Linked DNA regions of Ovis aries: region 1 is linked to region 2. A link is a contact called in public Hi-C data. All regions are on one chromosome and are shown on one strand. Each heading gives the region's core, a stretch centred on a gene start, on an enhancer-like site or on the middle of the called end of the contact. The rest is flanking DNA. Distances are from core to core; before and after follow the strand shown. Region 1 overlaps RNLS (renalase, FAD dependent amine oxidase). Region 2 holds the start of KLLN (killin, p53 regulated DNA replication inhibitor).

The links. A called contact is a pair of places that touch in the nucleus more often than the background predicts.
Region 1: a Hi-C map of tail adipose tissue shows a contact between it and region 2, with 3 times the contacts expected there. The contact joins the enhancer-like site here to the promoter of KLLN in region 2. A contact is called at or near these places in 2 of 16 Hi-C or Micro-C datasets (omental adipose tissue and tail adipose tissue).

What each region holds. Positions count from the first base shown.
Region 1 is chr22:9,653,849-9,660,695 of ARS-UI_Ramb_v3.0, forward strand. The region is part of intron 7 of RNLS (renalase, FAD dependent amine oxidase); the gene reads right to left. Among named protein-coding and RNA genes, the nearest start is that of TRNAG-UCC, 160 kb to the right of the region's middle. Within about 2 kb of position 2,418, at least 18 of the 54 cell types and tissues checked have an H3K27ac peak or open chromatin away from gene starts, as enhancers often do.
Region 2 is chr22:9,239,782-9,245,841 of ARS-UI_Ramb_v3.0, forward strand. It overlaps KLLN (killin, p53 regulated DNA replication inhibitor), which reads right to left and starts at 1,606. Exons shown (of 2, transcript XM_027960657.2): 1 at 1,526-1,606; 2 at 103-1,049. The coding sequence starts at 1,606. The coding sequence ends at 510. It overlaps PTEN (phosphatase and tensin homolog), which reads left to right and starts at 2,254. Exons shown (of 9, transcript XM_027960248.3): 1 at 2,254-3,159. The coding sequence starts at 3,081.

The sequences.
Region 1 (6,847 bases), core at 1,168-3,667, 410 kb after region 2:
TTATGCTTTCTAAAAATTGTATGGTGTACCAATCTTTCAAATATATTGGTCTGCAAATGTTCATGTCATTCCTTTATGGTTTTTAAATATTTACTTTTTCTGCTTCAGTGTCCGTGTTCATATCTAGCACTGTTTATTTCTGCCTGTTAAAAAAAAAAATCAGTCATGCAGGAGTTTGTCTATTTAATGACTTTTTTGGAACAACCGGCTTTTCATTTTGTTGATCAGGTGACCAACCATTCATTCTTGACAGCACCACAAGAGTAATTTTTTGGAAACTCAAATCCACTTTCGAAAACCCATCAGTGGCTCACCACACCACATCCAAGGCCCGGCCTCCCAACTGCTTCACCAGTTCATGCCTCCACGCTTAGCCCGTCTGCTCTCCCCTCCAGCAATATCAGATTCCTTCTGGGCCCCAAAATGTCAGCTCATTTCATGCTCTGTGCCTTTGTACAGACTTTGCTTTTTTCTTCCATTATCCACTTAGTCAAAATCTTTCAATTCCAGCTCAAGTCTTCCTCCTTGATGAAGCTTTTCCTGGCCTGTTCGTCCTCTCTGCAGGTAATCACGTACCTCTCTATTCTGTGCCTGATACATGTTCATCTTTTTCATCTACCAGATTGTTCTGTTTACATGTCTGCCTCTGCTTCTGGACCACAAGATACCCTGCAGGCAGGTGCCGTCCACTTGGCATCTTGATTGTTACTAGCACTGTTATTTTAATACCCCATGTCTTTTCCTTCATCAAAATGAAAGATAAAACAAAAAATTGAGAAAATAGATACTATGTCTTTTCCCTCTATTTTAAGAAAGGTCAGCAGCCACACCCTTCAAATAAGAAGCTAACTGAATTAGCTTCACTCTTCCTGCTTTGTCAACATGCACTCAGCACTGAACACCCTGTGTGCTAATATCTTTCACTTTCCAACTTTTCGAACCACTATTTTCCTCTTATAAGAGCCAAACTATTTTATGTCTGGACATCTCCATGCATTTCAAATATCAAGGGTACATATTGTCTTCCTCACAGAGTTTATTTATAAACCTGCACACTATTAATTATAAAGAATGCTAGCATTTCATGACCAACCCCACTACCTTCATATTTAGGCAAACTATTGCAAGTAGGTAATTCAAAGAAAGCTCTGTTTTATCTCCCCTGGTAGCTCAGATGGTAAAGAATTTCCCTGCAACGAAGGGAACCCAGGTTTGATCCCTGGGTCGGGGAGATTCTCTGGAGAAGAACATGGCAACCCACTCCAGTATTCTTGCCTGAAGAATCTCACGGACAGAGAAGCCTGGTGGGATACAGTCCATGGCAGGTCACAAAGAGTCGGACACTGCTGAGCAACAACACTTAACTCTGTTTTAGCTCATAGTTGTTCTCATCTAGAAATTTACACTTTACAACAATCAACCTAGATATGAATACACAAAATAAGACACGTGGTTGTGAAACATGGAAGTCAGAACCTAAAACTGAATCCTAGTTCACCACTTATACATCAAGTCAAAAACGTTAATCACCATTAGCCCCATCAGTAATACAGTGGCCATCAGACTTACCAGGTACTTGTGAGGGTTAGATCACATAGCATAGGGGGAATGCCTTGCTCAGTGCCAGCACCACAGCTCATCAACACTCACCATTTTTTAAGTGGCATGATAAAACAGAATCACCAGTATACTTACTGTTCACATGACAATTTCATATTTACAGCATTATTACCAAGGCATTCAACCTAATTAAAGAAAATCCTACTTCGCTTGAGGCTCTGTTTGCTTTCTGAACTTTTTGGCCTGGAGCAATCGTTTTTGCTAATCCATTTTACTTTCATTGTTTTAGTCAAAGGACAATTAATCAGACACTGGGATTTGGGAGTCTTGAGTCCCATTTTGAGCATGCACAGTCTGGTGACCTTGAACAATCAGTGGAATGATGCTCTTTTGTGAACAATTTTTCTGCCTTGCCCCGAAGGCAAAGCATTCGTCCTATGCCTCCTTTCTGCCTGCTCAGCACTAGGTTGGCAATGCTTGTTACCCCAGATCAGGACATCGATGTTTTAATTCACAAGAAAAATTCAATTCATGGAATATCTCTATCCCTCTTTGAACTGTGGGGGAAAGGCAAGTGACCAAGCCTGAACGTTCAGCGGAAAGCCTTGGCCAGTATCTCTTTAAAGTTACAGCCTTTCCATAAGGCCAGGCGCCCTTTCACGGACACTTCATTTTACTGCTGGAAAGAACACCTTTTCTGCACTCTACACCTCCACCTGAACTGCTCAGTAATTGCCAGTCATTTTGTTTCTCCAATCACCCTCGACAGCTACACGCATATCACCCGTCCCGTTCGTTGTCTAAATCAGAGGGCCAAGGAAAAGTCCCTGTGGGAAGCGTGCAGAGCCAGCAGCTGTGTTGGGCCCAGCCAGCTGAACTTCAGCCTGCTCCTTGGCTCAGCCCCAGGACTGATAAAGCCTTTGCTAAGCTTTAGATTTCCCAGGCTTTTGCGAGCAAAAGGAACGACCGCTTTCGCCTGTCTTGATGGCCTCCCTGAGTTCTTTCGGCCGCTTAACTTCAGTCTTGGGTAGGAAGAGAGTGAGGGGGACCCCGTTGGGGGTCCACATGCTTCCAGCCTCCTCCAAGTTGTCCAGCGAAGGCCGACCTACATTTCAGTGACACTCGGCACCTCAGACTAGGACAGAACGGCCCGGGGAGCCGCCCACCTCTCCTCCTCCTCCTCCTTCCCCAGCCCTGACGGCGGCCAGATCTGCACATGAAGTCCTCTCTTGTCAACCTAATGGCAGGACAGGGCCCCGGGGTTGGGGAGTGGGGTTTATTTAGGAGGAGAGCCCCCCCCAGAGCCTGAGCCTCAGGGTCATCCCACACTGTCTCTCCTCCGGGGAGCGTAGCACTAACCAGGAGGGTGCGGAAAAGTCCACCTCTTGAGTTTGTTCAAAATGATTGTCTTCCAGCCATTGTTTTTGGACCGAACGGTTGCGTTTCTTTAGAGTGGGCAGATGGCAGGATTCTGGAGGTGTAAAACAGCTAAAAAAACAAGATGATTCAAACACAAGGAATATGTATAAACCCTGCTGGATCATCCTGATATTAATCAGGAGAATTGGCTTTTTGTCTTTTCTTTTTTTTTTTGGTTTTCCTTCCAGGATGTTTAAAGTTTTTAGGCTTTCAAAGCTGCACCCCCGCCCTTTTTAAAAAAGAACACTATGTATAAATCGGCCACTTTTAGGGCTTTGGCTGGGAACGCTGGTGTCATTTTTTGTCTTCAGCTTATTTTGAGGACGAGCCCAGTTGAAAGATCTTAGAATAAGACCACTCACTTTGAGTGGACGGAGTAAAGTGAAAATGGAACCCCTAGAGAGGCAAGCTGAGCAAAGCTGGGCAGCCAGGGCTGATGCCATCCAAAATACAGGAACCGTGCCTGAAAGAGATAATTTCAAGTTGAGCTGTGGTTTACCACAGTGTCCTCGTGATCAGTTGAGTGGTCAGATGTCAGGGGTGACTGAAAATAAGTTCATTTTCCCACAGTGAAAGAAAAAAAAAGAACAGTCTTACGCCAACGAAACCCACACATGCACATTTCAGAGTTTGGTTGGAGCAGAAAATGTACCATCATCCTTGTGACTTTTGCGAGGAAAGCTGAAGAAGAAACAACAGCTACTTGTTTTTGATCAGCCTAACAGTTTATCCACCCTACTCCCCCTTTATTTTCCCCTGATGATCACAAGTCACCTTTCATGGTGTAATTGCTTGGCTCCAACGTTGGTTTGATTCAAAAGATCTTCTGGGAGCGAGGGTTCTGCGTTTATGTCATGACATTGCTGGAGGGGAGAAGAGGAGTCACAGGCTGATCTCAGATCGAAGGGTTTGAGATTGCGGGTGGCCAGAACTTCCTCCTTCTACCTCTGGCGCAATCTGGTTTTAGAGTGGCAGCTGCATGCCTAAAAGGCATCTTTTCCCACTGAGTGTGAGCAGGAGGACTCTGGGAATCAAAGCGTTAAAGTGTCATCTGCAATGGGAAAATGGCTTAACCGCAAATGCATCCTGTGCTGGCCTAGTTATGTGTTACTGTGTGTGTACTTTTTTTTTTTTTTCCATTTCAAAACTCTTGTCTTTCATGAACTCATATCCTAAAATGTCTCCTTTCTAATTTAGTGCGAGGGATTCCATCCACGACTCACCACTCAGAACAGGGTGCTTTGTCTCATCACGTCTGCCAGAGAAGCACTGAATATCTCAAAGGTGAAAACCCAGAGCATCAAATCACTGATTGGAAGACCAAAGGCTTGATTTGGAAATCATAGACCAGGCAACCGGAAATCCCACTGTCCCAGTGCCTTTTCTTTCTTTTTGTCTTTTTGTTCCTAATGTCTCCTGACCTGATCTCCCTAATCTCATTGAACCCTGCAGCACCTTGAGCAATTCAGTGGCTATAAAATCCCCTGCCGACTTTGTTTTGGCTGCAACTGCAACCCATATAGGGGAGAATTAAGTGAAGACATCACAGGGCTAATAGTGCGCCTCTGTGCAGTGGTAGCAGATCAGTAGAAAAAGGTGACATCATGGTTATTTCAGAACTTCAGGTCTGCAGTACAAAGCGGCTTCCCCGCTGTACATCAGAGTCAGAACCTGGACTGGAGACAAAAACAACTCTCTCTTTTCATAAATATCTGCTCTGGAGCTCAAAAAATATTCTGAGTGCAATGGCTCAGAAATGGTCTCTTTCCTTGGAGACCCATCGGATTTTCCAGATCCAATCACAAACTTTTAAATAGCATGTCATGAACCTCTCAGCTCATTATTTCTCTTCAAAGCCCTCTGGTTTGCCAGCTTAGAGGCTGTGAAGTGTTGTTTGATGATGTGCTGTACCATAAATAAACGCATAGTACATGCTAAAATCCATCCTTCACTACTCTGGCTTTCCCACCAGGAATACTGCCATATAATCAAGGATGTGTGATTTGTAGCAATTGCTCTAGATTGGGTTTCTTTTCTTTTTTTTTAAAAACACATTCAGTCTGTAATGTAAGTAATAGAACAGATTTATCACATTTATCTAAATCCCATTTTTCTCTCTTCCTGTTCCTGCCCCTCTCTTCCTCTTATGTTTAGGACATTGGCAGAGGGAGGAATATAGACAGCCCCCTTCCTCCTCAAACTAGCAATCACAGTTTTCACCATTCGCTTACTGCAGGAAGTCATCACATTGGATAATTTACCATGTCTCTAACGCCCAGTGTTCCCTCTGATGTTTTGAAGTTGTGAGCAGACAACCATTTCACATGTGTAACCAGCCATGAAGGTTGCTGCATCCAGAGTGGAGGTTACTCTTATAACCAGATAAAGCTCACACAAGCTAATCTGACATGTGTTTTGACTGTTTTTCTTATTGTACGGTAATAGGCAAAAATGGTAAGCAGTTGACCCAAATAACTGTCCATTGTATTGTTTTGTTGCAAATAATGGTGAGATTAAGACGGTTCGAGGTGGGGCAGGGGCAGGGACATAGAAACACATGAATCCTATTCTCAATCAGACTCCTTTCCCTGCACTCATGGAGGGAAATATACAAGGAGATAACAAGGGTGTGTGAAAGATCTTTTTATTCATACCCAGGGCTTGGACACAAACTGATTGCATGACCCAATGAAGCATCGTTAGAAAAAATGCCTTGGCTTGGGCTCCATGCTGTCCCAGGACTAGGACCCAAACAGTCCAGGTCTTGCCACCGAATTTAGGCCTGCTGACTGGCAGCAATGGCAGTTAGAAATGTAGACTTGTGTAACTATCCCCCCACACCCCTACCCCTTAACCCTCCATAGCCAAAACATGGATTATAACCAGATCTTCACTGATTTTTATGCAAGTTCAAGTTGAAGAACAGGCCCAGTTTATTCTGTCCTCCTTCTTTAGATCAGTGGTTCTCAAAGTGTGGTTCCTGGGTCAGCAACACCACTGACACCTGGAAACTTGTTGGCATACACATCTCCTAGGCCCTAACACAGACCTACTGAACCAGAAACAGAGGGCTCTGCCTAGCATTCCAAAGTTTAAAAGGCCCTTTGGGTAACTCTGAGGTCATTGAAACTTGAGAACCACTACTCTAGGTCAAGAGTTCTCAAGCTTTCTTATGCACTCAATCACTTAGGGACTTTGAAACCTCTTGACGCTCAGGCTGAATCAGAATTCAGAATCCCTAGCTCTGAGTGCCTGGCATTAGTAGTTTTTAAAACTCCTCCAGTCATTCTAAGAGGCTTCCCAGGTGGCTCAGTGGGTAAAGAATCCATCTGCAATGCAAGAGACACAGGACAGGCAGATTCTAACTCTGGGTCAGGAAGATGTCTTGGAGGAGGGCATGGCAACCCACTCCAGTATTCTTGCCTGGAGAATCCCATGGACAGAGGACTCTGGAGGGCTACAGTCCATAGGGCCATAAAGAGTCAGATATGACCGCAGTAACAGCACTCACACGTCACTCCAACTTGCAGCCAAGGTTGAGCGCCAGTGCTTCTGAAACTTCGGTGACCTGGTAACAATACAGAGCTCCAGGCTCTCTCCTATTTCAGTGGCACAGGGCTGCAGGTGATGATGTATACAACCAAATTTTGAGAACTCTTATCGTTGCCTCTCAAAATGTGATCCAGAGGACTTGTCTAGTGGTCCAGTGTTTAAGACTTCACCTTCCAGTGCAGAGTTGTGGGTTTGATTCCTGGTCTGGGAGGTAAGATCCCACATGCCTCACAGCCAAAAAACCAAAACATAACATAGAAGCAATATTGTAACAATTTCAATAAAGACTTCAAAAAATGGTTCACATTTTAAAAAA
Region 2 (6,060 bases), core at 356-2,855:
TGCAGTACACATGCAAGCTGATCCCATTCTCAAGATCTAAAAAAACTACCAGTGCCTCAACCTGGGTATCAGCTTAAATTCTTTTGGACTCAAATTCTCCTTAAGTTTTACTTCCCAGGGGAAAGAAAGAATTCCTAGGTTGGTATTGATGCCCTCTTTCTCTCCAAGCAGACGGTGGACAACTCATTTTACAGGCCGATCAATGTTGGGGTAAATGCACTCTAGTTCTCAGCGTTTCTGAACCAGCTCTTTCGCGGTTTAGGTCAACCAATCCAAACTGTAAGCAGACTTGACAAGGTTGTTCTGGGCTGAAGGCCATGGACTAGGTTCTCCGACCAGATAAGTCACTTGGCTGAGTCTACAGTAGGTGGGGCGCGCTCATCAGCCCGAAAGTATTGACTGAAAGTTTGTCGCAACGTCGTTGAATTCACGCAGCGGGCTGCTGCAGGAGATACCCTTTTGCCCCGCGAGTACAGCACCAGAAAAGTTACGCCCTAAGGGGCAGGGCGCTAGCGAGAAAGATGCGACAGACCCCTGAAATCTAGTCCCTTCTCCCACGGTTGGGAAGGCAGAGCCAGTGATTCCAGAGCTCGGAGTCTCAGGTTTCGGTCCTCTAGCTTGCTCTGTGGGTAGCGGGCAAAGGGTGCGACCAGCTTGGGAACCCTCGCTCCGAGATCTGTAAGAATCAGCGGCAGCAGCCAAGGTGAGGGAAGGCGGGGGCACGTGCTTGGATGTGGGTGCTTGTGTAACCAGCTCCTCCGGCGCCAGCCCCGACAGCGCTCCAGTAGGAGGCTCGTCTGAGCCTGTTCTTCCACCGAGACCCAGGAGGCTTTGGGGTCCCGCTGCCGGTGCAAGGCGGGAGCACTCTGGGCAAAGGAAGCGAAGCATTTGCCTCTACAGCTATCATATGGGAGTGGGAATTTGGAAAGTTCCCCAACTAGAAGTACACGTGACCTCCTCCTGAAAGTAGTTCCGACTGTGGCCCGCGTATCCCTCCACCTCCTTTTGAACCCTCCTCGGCTCCGCCCACTCACAGGGGCTGCAGCTTCCTACAATCACGTACTTCGCCCTCCCGCGCTGCAACAGGGGTCTGCGGCGCGCACTCCCCAGCTAGGGGGAGCGCAGAACCTGGCTCCGGGGCGATTCACCCAGCGAGGTTTTCACAGCGGTCCAAAAGGGGCGGGTCGAGGAGCCTCTAAGGATCGAGCTTGAATTGGAGTGGTGAACTCAGCTGGAAACCCCAGGGGAGAGATTCTCGGCTCTCCAGGGGGAATGCAGGGCGCATTCCCTCTTTGGGGATCCGCTTTCAGCCCACCTGGACAGTTGCCTTTGGGGATCTAGAAATTCAGGGGCGATGTGCTCACACTCAGCGCGCTCTGCTAGGAGCTTTCATTTTTAGGGCAAATGAATCGAGTAGCCGGGGGAGCGGGAGGTGGGGCGGTGAGAGGGAGCCGGGTGAGGTGATACACACTGGAGACACAATAGGGGGTTGTTCTTTGTACTAAGACTGACACCTTGAGGACACGGGCGGGGATGGGTGGAGAGGTGGGACTTCTCGGCGGAGGCTCCTGCAGTCAAATCCCCGCGAACGCTTATGATCCGACATCGGTACAAAAGCAGAGGAAGGCTGCCGGCCGTGCCGGGGAAGTCTGGGCGTGGGGGGAAGGGTGTCCTCGCTGCACGGGCTGTCCCTGCGTTTCCCTGAACACTGACCAGCGCGGTCACCTGGTCTTTTCCACCTGTGCGCAGGTAGTCTCACCCTCAAGTCAGTGAGACAGATGAATAAACCTGCTTCAACCTTCACCGCGCTCCTTCCCTCCCCCCGCTGCCCGCCCCCGCCTGCCCACCTTCGCAATAGTTTACCCTGCCTCCGGCTGGGCACCGGCCGTGGCTCAGCTCGTTCCCCCCACCCTGCGTTGCTGCAGAAGAAGCCGCGGCAAGTGCAGTTACAGGCGGGCGCCTCGCAACAAGCCCGATCTAGCACTAGGCAGTCATACTGGGCATGCTCAGTGCGCCTGCAGGTTGGGGACCCGGAGCTGCACCTTCTGCCGCCTCCCTACAGTCTCGGCCCTGCCCTTCCCTCCCTTGGCGCGGTCGGGTACGCCTCCCTCCTCCCCTCGGGCTCCCGAGGCGCCCGGACTCCCGGCGCGGCGGCGGCGGAGGGGGCGGGCAGGCCGGCGGGCGGTGATGTGGCGGGACTCTTTGTGCACTGCGGCAGGATACGCGCTCGGGCGCCGGGACGCGGCTGCGCTCAGATCTCTCCTCTCGGAAGCTGCAGCCATGATGGAAGTTTGAGAGTTGAGCCGCTGCGAGGCGAGGCCGGGCTCAGGCGAGGGAGATGAGAGACGGCGGCGGCCGCAGCCCAGAGCCCCTCTCAGCGCCTGTGAGCAGCCGCGGGGGCAGCGCCCTCGGGGAGCCGGCCGGCCGGCGGCGGCGGCAGCGGCGGCGTTTCTCGCCCCCTCTTCGTCTTTTCTAACCGTGCAGCCTCTTTCTCGGCTTCTCCTGAAAGGGAAGGTGGAAGCCGTGGGCTCGGGCGGGAGCCGGCTGAGGCGCGGCGGCGGCACCTCCCGCTCCTGGAGCGGGGGGGAGAAGCGGCGGCGGCGGCGGCCGCAGCTCCGGGGAGGGGGTCGGAGTCGCCTGTCACCATTTCCAGGGCTGGGAACGCCGGAGAGTTGGTCTCTCCCCTTCTACTGCCTCCAACACGGCGGCGGCGGCGGCGGCACATCCAGGGACCCGGGCCGGTTTTAAACCTCCCCTCCGCCGCCGCCGCACCCCCCCTGGCCCGGGCTCCGGAGGCCGCCGGAGGAGGCAGCCGTTCCGAGGATTATTCTTCTCCCCATTCCGCTGCCGCCGCTGCCAGACCCCTGGCTGCTGAGGAGAAGCAGGCCCAGTCGCTGCAACCATCCAGCAGCCGCCGCAGCAGCCATTACCCGGCTGCGGTCCAGAGCCAAGCGGCAGCAGAGCGAGGGGCATCAGCCACCGCCAAGTCCAGAGCCATTTCCATCCTGCAGAAGAAGCCCCGCCACCAGCAGCTTCTGCCATCTCTCTCCTCCTTTTTCTTCAGCCACAGGCTCCCAGACATGACAGCCATCATCAAAGAGATCGTTAGCAGAAACAAAAGGAGATATCAAGAGGATGGATTCGACTTAGACTTGACCTGTATCCATTTCTGTGGCTGCTGCTCCTCTTTGCCTTTCTGTCACTCTCTCTGATAACGTGGGAATAGACGGATGCGAAAAAATGTCCATAGTGCGGGTGACATTTAACCCCGGTCGGGTTTCTAGATGTGTATTTTGTGTCTCTTTTGAATGCATTCCGCCTAGGGTGTGTTCGGCTAGACGGAACTCTTGCCTGGTTGCAAGTGACAAGGCACCGATGGGTCTCTTTCTAAGGGCTATTGTCCGCAGAATCCAGTACACTGTTAGTGGATTAGTGAGCTCGGTAATCCGGTCTACTAAATGAACAGAAAAGTAGGTGCTTTGAGCTTGAGCATATTTCGATTAAATCTTGGCTTTAGGCCCTAGATCAAGGGTATAGATCAGATTAAAAGGAAAATTAGTGTTGCACGTACGGCTTATTGCATCAGAATCATGCAGTGATTGTTTTTAGTTTCCTGGGTTGCATTGATAGATTCTTTTAAAATGTGAGTTGTGAACTGATTTGCATAACTTTAGAGAGAATCATTTTAGCATATATGGTGCTCATTTGAAGGCAAAAGTAGGTTTATGTGTTAAAACTAAGTTAATTACAACTTTGAACCGCGTTTAGAAGTTTAGCAGTTTGAAATCAATAGTCTTTGATACTTCTCAAAGACGCTGACTAGATTTTGTTAAATTTGCTTTTTTATTTTTATGGTCTCTTTAAGATGATGGAGAATAGGACATGAGATGTACAGTTCAGTAGCATTGTAGATTCAGTGCTCTTCTGACAGGTAATAGAATGGAGATTGAGTGGTTTTTGATCTCAGATGATAATGTTATGTAGGTTCAAGGGTATTGTGTGTAGCAAATGGTGATTGCAGAGATTAAACTTCAGTTTCACTTAAAATTTAAGTATTGATTGTGATACTTGAATTGATACTCAGCTTTATTTAGGTTTCAGGTCCTGTGACACCTTTGGGTATCCGTTAATTTTACTCTGACTTGTGTAGAACATCAAATATAATTTACCAGCTGATAACCAGAAATGCTGGCAAGAGTGGATTTACTCCATCTTTGGATTGTAGGTGTGTTCGCTTTTTTCATATGGTGTATTAAATTTACTGAGTCAGCTTGTTGAATAAGACAGAAACCCAAGAATTTCATTGGGGTACAGTTGGCTGTCTGAAAGTTAGGCTTTTGTATTTCAAAAGATAGTGGTTATTGAAAGGCATGAATCTTCGCAGTTTCAGGTATAATGAACAAATTTTGATCAAGGATAGGAGGTAGAGCCCTCCTTTTTGGCAGAATGGGAAATATGTTAGGAATTGAGAGTCACTGGTAGGCCAGTGTATAAGGCATGAAAAATAGGATTAAGTTATTGGTCTGAGGTGACTGAAGCATTTTATTAAGGTTTCTATTAAAGACAAAAAAATTTGGTGATATGAATTGTAGCAGTGGACAGTACTTAGTTAAAACTAAGCAGTTGTGTAGGTGTTAATAGAGTATACTAAAAAAAAAATGGTTCCTTAGCAAGTATCACCAAACATTTTGCCTAATAGTAGAGTGACACTGAAGTGCCTGTATCTCTAGCTAAAATCTATGGGGAAGATATTTTTGAAGAAAAATGTTACATACATGAGGAGGTTTTCTTTCTTTGCATTATATATCTGCACATACATATATACATACATAGTATTTGCAGCTGATTTTGCCCAAGTTTCTGATATGAAGTGAAGGTAAAAGTTACTGAAGAAGTAGCTTTACCACACACATAACTTAAGTTTTCTGTTAAGTTTAAAAATAGTATTTTAAAAGAATATTTGGACATTTTGGAGTTGCATTAATTGAAAAAGTACTAAAACAGCTTGACCTGTTTGCCCAGAAGATAATCATGAAAAATACTTAAACTTGGTTCTTCTCATTTGTAACCTATTTCAGAAGTAGTCTATTGGTGTGACTTGACAGTCATCTAGATGTATAGGACCAAATTAATTAAACGTTTAACTTTTTAAAGTAAACCCCCATTCAAAAAATTTTCTAGAATGCTGTTTGTTTGGCAGATTGCTTTTAGTATTCAGAGTATGTTTATGCTATTTTTGCATAAAAATGGTGTTTTTGCTATTTTTGATTTAAAATTAACAGAGTTATAAGACTATCATTATTCTACCAGGTTTTTATATGTGAGCAGTGCGGCGATTAGCCATTTCTCCTTTGATTTCAGGGTGCGTGCCTCTGTGTGTGAAATTTATGTGACTTACAACTTTCTCTAAAACTGTCCTTTTAGTTATGGTATGCATAGAAAGCATTATCATATATTGCATCAAATGACTAATAACACTTAATTTCTAGAGTTGTGGTTTTATTGAGCCAAATGTTGATATGAAAAAAAATCATGTTAGGAAAGTCAGTAAAGGGTTTGCCTTTTTGATAGTTGCACTTCCAATAATTTTGATACACTAAGGCTCTGGTTTGCTTGGTTTCACTTCAGTGTTTTGTGTTTGTGGTGGGGGAAAAATTAAAATGGCCATTGAAGGCTTTTTCTCTGACAAGTTGTAGTATCTATTTCAACAGTTAGCCTTCTCAAAGTTCAGTTCTTTAATGAAAGTAGTGATTGGAGTATTTTTATAGAAGTCAGTAATGAAGTGACTTCCTTAAAGGAAAATTGAGGACTATGGTGGTTTTTTTTTTTTTTTGCAAAATTGAATTATTCTAAAAATAATTTGTTGGTTGGGGTTTATCCTTAATATTAGTCTGAAAAGTAGTACTGAACATGAGACTATAAAAAATTCATTGTTTTTAGATTTCATGGACACTTTAGGCTTCTATTGAATTTTAATTGTTTGATAAGTTTGCATCTTTTCAAATAATTAATGTTCGTAGGGGAAACTTTTTAATTCATAGAGAGTATAGTGACTGTTGA